Linked DNA regions of Mus musculus: region 1 is linked to region 2. A link is a contact called in public ChIA-PET data. All regions are on one chromosome and are shown on one strand. Each heading gives the region's core, a stretch centred on a gene start, on an enhancer-like site or on the middle of the called end of the contact. The rest is flanking DNA. Distances are from core to core; before and after follow the strand shown. Region 1 holds the start of Itgb1 (integrin beta 1 (fibronectin receptor beta)). Region 2 has its middle 57 kb from the start of Gm32643.

Region 1 (3,782 bases), core at 887-3,386, 140 kb after region 2:
GAGGAGAAACAAAACATGGCTGAGAGACCCACTCAGGCTGAAAAATGTATCCAAGCTTGAACTTGCTTACCTTCATGGACTCAGACTCAGTCTGTGGCTGGCAGTGGAAATCCTGACGATTGAAAGAAAATGCTCTAGCACAAAGAGAAATGCAAACAAAGAAGGATCCTGGGCAAGACAGGAATTTTTCCCTCCCTCCCTCCCTCCCTCCCTCCCTCCCTCCCTCCCTCCCTCCCTCCCTCCCTCCCTCCCTTTCCTTCAACTCGATCTATAGATGAGGCTGGCTTCAAACTGAGAGATTCTCCTGCCTCTGAGTCCTCCCAAGTGCTGGGATAAAAAAATGTAGGACAGGGGCTTTTGATGGCCCACTTGACTGTTTCTTTTTTTAAGATTTATTTATTATTATATGTAAGTACACTGTAGCTATTTTCAGACACCAGAAGAGGGCATCGGATCTCATTACGGATGGTTGTGAACCACCATGTGGTTGCTGGGATTTGAACTTAGGACCTTCAGAAGAGCAGTCAGTGCTCTTAACTGCTGAGCCCTCTCTCCAGCCCCCTACTTGATTGTTTCCTATACTTCACTCTTTTTCACGGAAAGAATTCTATTTCTACCCTTGGGTTGTTACTAAATAGCTGCAATAGCTATTGCTGGGGAGAATAACCAACAGCACAGTAAATGCTACAGTGGAGAAAGGCTTACATTTTGAAAAAGCAAGAGGCAGCTTATATTTTCTGCCAAGGTAGAACTTCAATCCTCCAGGCACAGGGTAAATGGCTGTGGGTGTAATTGGACCTCATGCTTCTGCCACTACAACTTTCTTGTTGAGATGGACTGTACCGTGTAACTGTGAGCTAAAATAAATTCTTTCATTAAGTTGCTTTGTCAGTTATTGTGCCCCAGTAGTGAGACAAGTAATTAGAACAATGTTCATGCATTTTACATAGCTAAGTAACTGCCCATCTCTTAACATTTTTATGAATTCAAGTATAGCTACATTTCTGAGCAATTATGGAACTTATTAATTTCTATTTTCTTCAAAGTTTATGACTTGTACATGTAAATTGGTATTCCTCTGACAGCTTAGGTTGAGTCCTGGGAGAGCAGCACAAACACTATTTTGTGTGTGTGTGTGTGTGTGTGTGTGTGTGTGTGTCGATCTTGTGGTAGATTGTTCCCTCCTCAAGTCACACGAATGAAAGCTCACACAGTTCAGGCCAAGCATTGATAAAGTATGTTTATAAAGCTGTTTCTTGTGCAGAGACTGGGCTAATGGTTTAACTCAAAGTGGTAAGATCAATACCTTTAAAGGCAACGAACGTCACTGAGCTTTACCGCTGGGCTGCCGATGCAGACGTAGCCTTTTAAGTTCAGTCATTTACTAATTAGAAAAACGATGCTCATTTATTAAAATTTTAGTTAAACAATACATTTGATTTGCTCATGGGCAACATATAACTTTTCCATAGTGATTAATCTTTTTTTTTTTTTTTGGCATCCCAGTTTTACTCTTCCAGAACAGAAACACTATTTCTTGGGTTCATAAACCCGGCAATGAAAGCTGTCTTTACGGCTGGGTGCCCTGCTCCTCCTGGCAGCCCACACTCTTCGGGTAAGCTGATGGCACCTGCTGTCCCACAGCTTTCAGTATGACGAGGCAAGTCCAAGTTTCAAGCTTCTCATTTAGATTTTGAGACTGGCTACTTTTCAATTCTTTTTCCAGAAAAGAGAAAGCAAGTGCGCAAACATAACATTTTTCCTTTTTGTGCTTGGCCACCCAGATAGAAAATTGAGCAAATGCGGCGCCAAGGAGCGCAGGGTGGCACAGCAAGGGTGGAGCGGGAGTCTGCAATCTTAGGGTGACGGGGCGGGTCCGAGGGCTGCCTGCAGAACACCCGATCCTTCTTGTCCCCTCAGCCCACAGAGAGGTCTGGCTCGGGATCCCAGGGACCGGACACAGACTGCGGCTGGGCTTTCCAGCCGGGCGGCCGGCGCCCTCGGTGGTTCAGCGCGGTACCCCAGGCAGAAAGGGCCGAACGACCGAGCTCCTTTGTCTGCACCCTGCCCCACCTTCCTTCTTCCTGCCGCCTCCCCCTCCTTTTCAGGCGCGGCTGACGCGGCGCGGAGGAATGCGTTTCCGGAGGGAGAGAAAAGCCGGGCAGCCCGGGAGAAAGAGCTTCGCGGCGGGGGCGGGGCGGGGCGGCTTCCTGAGGGACAGGCGGGCCGAGTCTCCGCCCACTCGCTGAAGAGCCGCCAGACCCGCGGAGCGGCCGAGGCCCGCCGACGCCACCCGAGACCAACCGAGAAGCCGAGGCCCGCCGACGCCGGCCCGAGACCCTCCGAAAGGCCGAGGTCCGCCGACACCGACCCGAGACCCTCCGAGAGGCGGAACGCGGCGGAGCCCGGGCCGCCCGCGTGTCGGGCGGACGCTGCGAAAAGGTAAGGCCGCGGGCGTGTGGACGTGCGGGCGTGGGCTCCGGGCAACTCGGGCTAACCAGGCGTGTCTCTGCGGCCTGGGCCGGGTGGAGTCCGGTTTTAGGGACCGCGGCGCTCGGCCTCGTTCGGCTGCAGCTCCCCGCCCCGCCCGGCCTTGTCCTAAGGGAGGGTCGCGAGCCCAGTCTGTCACACCGGGGCGTGGCGGGGTTCAAGGGTGGGTACGACAGGGATCTGGGTGCCGCTGACCTTAGAGGGGTTCGGTCCGTCGGTGCCCAGCGGGCGCCTTTCCCCAGCGCGGCGCGGGACCCTGGGAACCAGGCCGCAGCGCCCGTGGTCCGCGAGGCGGTGCCCACCCGGGGCCTCGTGGAGTGTGGCTGCCTACCCTTTCTCGTGCCTCCTAGTGACAGGCTGGGTTAATGACCGCGCTGATCCCGAATGCCACAGTGAATTTGAACTTTTAATTTGAAACCTAGTAATAACTAGTAATAAATTATCCTATTTCCGTTTCCTCATCTTTAAAAGAGAAAAGGAGTTCCTACACTAATTATAGTAATTCTTGTGACACGAGGGTCAGACCCAGCTCCCAGCATGTAAACTCCCAGCATGTACTGACCTCACTGCAGAACCCTGATCCTGATCCATGGTGGTATTGGGACTGCCTATCTCATTTTACAAAGGAAGAAACTGAGGTGCAGGAGTTTTAAGTAATTTGGAGAGTTCATGGGCTCACCTCCAGAGCCTATATTTGAACTTTAAGTAACCTAACTAATGTAAAATAAAGAAGGCATTTTGTGTGTGTGTGTGTATGTATATGTATGGCAAGAGGAATCCAGGGCAATGCCTCAAAAAAAAAAAAAAAAAAAAAAAAAAAGAAAAGAAAAAAAAAGAAAAGAAAAAAAAGAAAAGGACACAGTAGGTAGTGAAATGTAAAACCACAACTTAGACAACAATGCTTCATATACATTAATTACTTTTCATTGCTTTTGCTATGTTAAAAAAAATCTACAAACTTCTCAGAATGTTTTGGTAGTATTAGGAAAGTCTCCTGGATATGCCATTCCACTTGGGTATGAAGAGGATAGTATGACTTAAGGTTTTTATTTTTTAATGGTGGTTGTTGCTTGCATAGGACAGAAATAAATGTTAGATGAATTCTGATTAGATTTCTTTTTTAAATCGCACACAGCCATTACAGTAGGTCATATCCTAGATAACCTGTAGAATGGACTAAGAAATTTTAGTTTAGAGTTACCTCTTGCATACTGATGGACATCAAGGCCCGAAGGGAAGGACTGACATCAGAATCTTAATATATGATATGATATCCAAGTTTATGAGGAATT
Region 2 (3,847 bases), core at 1,066-3,565:
CCACAGGCCTTCAGATTCTGAAAGACACCAAGAAACAGAGTGAGGAGCTGCTGGGCTTCTTCTTTGGATCAAATAACTGGAATATATGCATATTCTTCTTTCTCTTCCTATTATTTTCTGCCTGTCACTTCCTAAAAACCAATGTCCATGGCTTTTAGTGTGGCACAAAACTTGGGGATGAAATGAGAGCCTTCCATCAACGTGACAGTCCCTTTGATATTTGAGTTGTTCTCTAAACTGTGTACCTATGGGTTCCATAGCACAAGGCGATGTGGTGAGATGGCTATCTGTCCTAACTGAGCTCCTCTCTCAGGATCACACTTGCTAAGGCTGAGCAAAAACTACAAGTGAAAACCCCTTCTTAGCATCAGTATATGCACAGGGCAGAAAGAAAGCTGGAAAGAGGAGTCTCAGCCGACAGCCATGAATAGCGAATTATTTTCCCTTCAATGTTCCTTGATTATAATTTCACCGTTTCAATAAACAAAATCAGAACATTTTTAGAAAAGAAATACTGGGTCTTTATAAAGTCTTTGGATAGTGTAGAAATATTTTGAAGTATATAATTTTAAGCGTAAATAACTTCAATTGTAGGCACAACAGAAAACCAAGAATTTTCTACTCATTGCTGTCATTGACTTTAATTTCTTTATTTTCAGAAAAAAAAATGGTAGAAAAGTTGATGTGGTCAGAATCAGACATAAGAATGTACTGAGCTGCTCTGTAAAACAGTGTAAAATGGTATACTTACATGGAACTCAAATGTGTCCTACTGCAGAAATAATGTAAGAATCGGGCTCAAAATACATTTCAGAATGAGAATCACAGCCTATGCTGTATAAAACAGGGATGGACTGGCCATGGTGGCATATGCTTTTAATCCCAGCACTCAGGGCGGGCAGAGACAGGGGAACCTCTGTGAGTTCTAGGCCAGCCTGGTCTATAGAGCAAGATCTAGGAGAGCCAAAACTACACAGAGAAACTCTGTCTTGAAAAACCAAAAACCAAACAAGCAAACAGACAAAAAACAAAAACAAAATAGCATGGGGGCTGACTGAAATGGCACTGACTGTAAAGAACTTCCTGTGTAAGCTTTAAGGCCTGAGTTTAGATCCTCAGCACCTACACTGCTGGAGACTGGAGGATTCTAGTGCTCACCAGTCAGTCCGTCTAACTAAATTCAGTGAGCCATAGGTTCAAGTAGAGATAAGCATTTGCTACCACACATGCACACATACCCTCATGTATACACACAAAAGAAAGAGGGGAGGGGAGAGATGGGGGGAAGGAGCAGGAGCAGGAGCAGGAGGAGGTGAGACATTTTCAGGAGGGATAAGGGTTACAAAATCCACAAGTTTGACCAGAAACCCCTGGCATCTGAGACACTAAACATGACTATTTGCATCATCAGCTTAAGAGCTTGGAGAGTTACATGAACAAGGGCTCTGTCCCACAGTCATGAAGGATTCCAACTCAAGTTCTCCTAATTCTCAAACTAGACTCCACACTACACTACACATCATCACAAGCCTTTGCTTTTTCACAGCTCTCAGCATGCAAAACGAGAGAAGGGGCATCACTCTCTTCTACAAAACTTTGTGTTTGACATTTGATGGCCCCTTGAAATAAAACATATGTCCAAAGGAAATGGAATTTTAAGGTGCCATCTGTGCATGTGCGTGTGCATGTTCATGTATACACATAACATCAATAGCTACACATGGAGGCCAGAGGACATCAAGTGGTTCCTCAGTCACTCTTTACTTTACTTTTTGAAGGTATGGCAGTTTCTGAACCTGGAGCTCAACAAAGTGTCTAGTCAGCCCCAGGGACTATCCTGCCTTCTCTTCCCTAGCAATGAGATTACAGGTTCAGACCATTGCTCCTGACTTTCCACAAGCATGCTAAAGCTTGAATTCAGATCACAATGCTTGTATGGCAAGCACTTTGCCTGCTGAACCATTTCCCCAGCCCTCAAGATACTACTTTGGATTACAGAAACTTGAACAATGGCAGAGACATTGGGCACAATGGTTGTTCTGCAGTCATTGGATTGCTGGGAATGACTTGAAATGTATCAGAGATGATATCCAGATGGCTCATCAATATCATCACCAACCTGTGTTCAAATTGGCAAAATCAGCCAAACAACTGGTATCACCAAAGATGGTGACCGCCAGCCTCTAGCAACCCAACAGTGAAGCGGATGTGGGTACAAACCTTTCAGAATTAAATGTGTTGCCTGAGACCAAGCTAGCACCATCAAAATACCGCATACCCTCCACCCCTTCCGATTGCCCCAAGCCTGGCATAGGGCTTAGTCAGAGTGAAAGTAGCACTTGTGCCTCTGGGGCCAACAGTCTTTACTAGTTGGGTAAGTGAGGTGCCAGACAGAGAAGAACTTTTCACAGACCTAAACCAGATGCTCTACCACACAACAAGATACACGTCTAAACAGAATGTGTGTACATCACCAGGTCATACTGACAAGCATCAAAAGCCTGACTACAAATCCTAACCATTTTAATTTGTCATTCCGAAATACATACAGGTACATATTTGGACTTTCTTTGGCCTAACGGTATTTCAGAAACAAATTGGCAATGTGTCACTATGAAACTCTGCCAGTTAGTTTCATTTATCAATTTGTTGAAGCCATTGTAAAAGAAATAGCCTCTACTTGAGATATGACACTTCATCTATAACAGAAATGGCTTGCGTGTTCCTCAGCTGCCAGAGCATCACATGATAGAATATGTCACCAAGCTGGGCTTCGGCAGATAGGTGACAACATAGGTAGTGTATACTTAGCCAAAACAGTGATTCAGTGTCTTCAGAATGTGAGGAGGAAATTGAGATTCTGTGGATTCAGAGATTAATGAGCGCAGAGTGCTAGAGAGACTGGCAGCTTGGCTCTCAATAATCAATTTTCCCTGAGTTGGTCATGGGAGAGAATGGCAGAGGATGAATCTTTGTTGTTTAGGCACTTAAATGTGTTCACTCTCTAGCCAGATTCACATGTCTGTCTTTCATTTCTCCCTACATCTTTTTTTGGACTGAAGGGCAGACCTAATGAACTAGGTTAGCTATCACCATCAGGCCTTGCTGGACTAAGCAGCAGTCATGGATGGTAGGGACAGAAGATGGCCTATCTCAGCCAACTCCCAGCCCAAAATGTCTAATAAGACAAGAGAAAATGTAGGGTTGAAAAGCTACCTCGGTGGTTAAAATGCATTCTCCACAAATGTCCGAACCTGTGTTCAGTTCCCATGTAAAAACTTGGGCATAGTGGAGCACGCCTATAATCCCACTGATGGTAAGACAGGAGGACTGCAGAGGATAGGTAGTTTCCTAGAATCAGGGAACAGCCACCTTGGTCTACATAGAAGACACTACATACAGGTTAGTGTTAGACAAAAGGTGGAAGATATTAAGGAACATTTGAGGCTGAAAGTTCTGACTTCATGAATGTACCACACTCATATATCCACATATGGAGAGAGAGATGGGGGAAGAGAGAGAGAGAGAGAGAGAGAGAGAGAGATTATACACTGTTGATTATAGGATGTGGGATACTGAGTCTCCTCTCTAACTCTGCTTCTGGACTCAAGATCCTAAAGCTATCCAGCTGACCTTCCTGGATCTGAGATTCCTAGAAAAACAAAACAAAACAAACAAACCCAACAAACCCAAGGCTAATGGACCTGGCATTCTGTAGAAAAGTACTGGGGAGAAATAGTCTCTCCAAATGATTGCAAAGCCCTTTGCAAATATCAAAGTGGTGATAGAGTCATAACAAGCTCAGCCCAGGAGCAAGATCTGTTGACGGCTAGCTGCTTTAATTGCT

Evidence for each region. ChIA-PET counts read pairs in DNA pulled down with a chosen protein or histone mark.
Region 1: an RNA polymerase II ChIA-PET map of effector CD8 T cells shows a contact between it and region 2, with 121 read pairs. The contact joins the promoter of Itgb1 here to the enhancer-like site in region 2. A contact is called at or near these places in 1 of 484 Hi-C or Micro-C datasets (CD8 T cells), 7 of 115 datasets of contacts at active chromatin or transcription factors (CD8 T cells, the HPC-7 cell line, effector CD8 T cells and 3 more) and 2 of 9 other capture datasets (adipose tissue and liver).

Annotation. Positions count from the first base shown.
Region 1 is chr8:128,683,518-128,687,299 of GRCm38.p6, forward strand. Itgb1 (integrin beta 1 (fibronectin receptor beta)) reads left to right here and starts at 2,137. Exons shown (of 16, transcript NM_010578.2): 1 at 2,137-2,442.
Region 2 is chr8:128,547,631-128,551,477 of GRCm38.p6, forward strand. No RefSeq gene overlaps it. Among named protein-coding and RNA genes, the nearest start is that of Gm32643, 57 kb to the left of the region's middle. Within about 2 kb of position 2,316, at least 20 of the 459 cell types and tissues checked have an H3K27ac peak or open chromatin away from gene starts, as enhancers often do. A contact at or near this core is called in CD8 T cells, effector CD8 T cells and memory CD8 T cells, where this site is marked.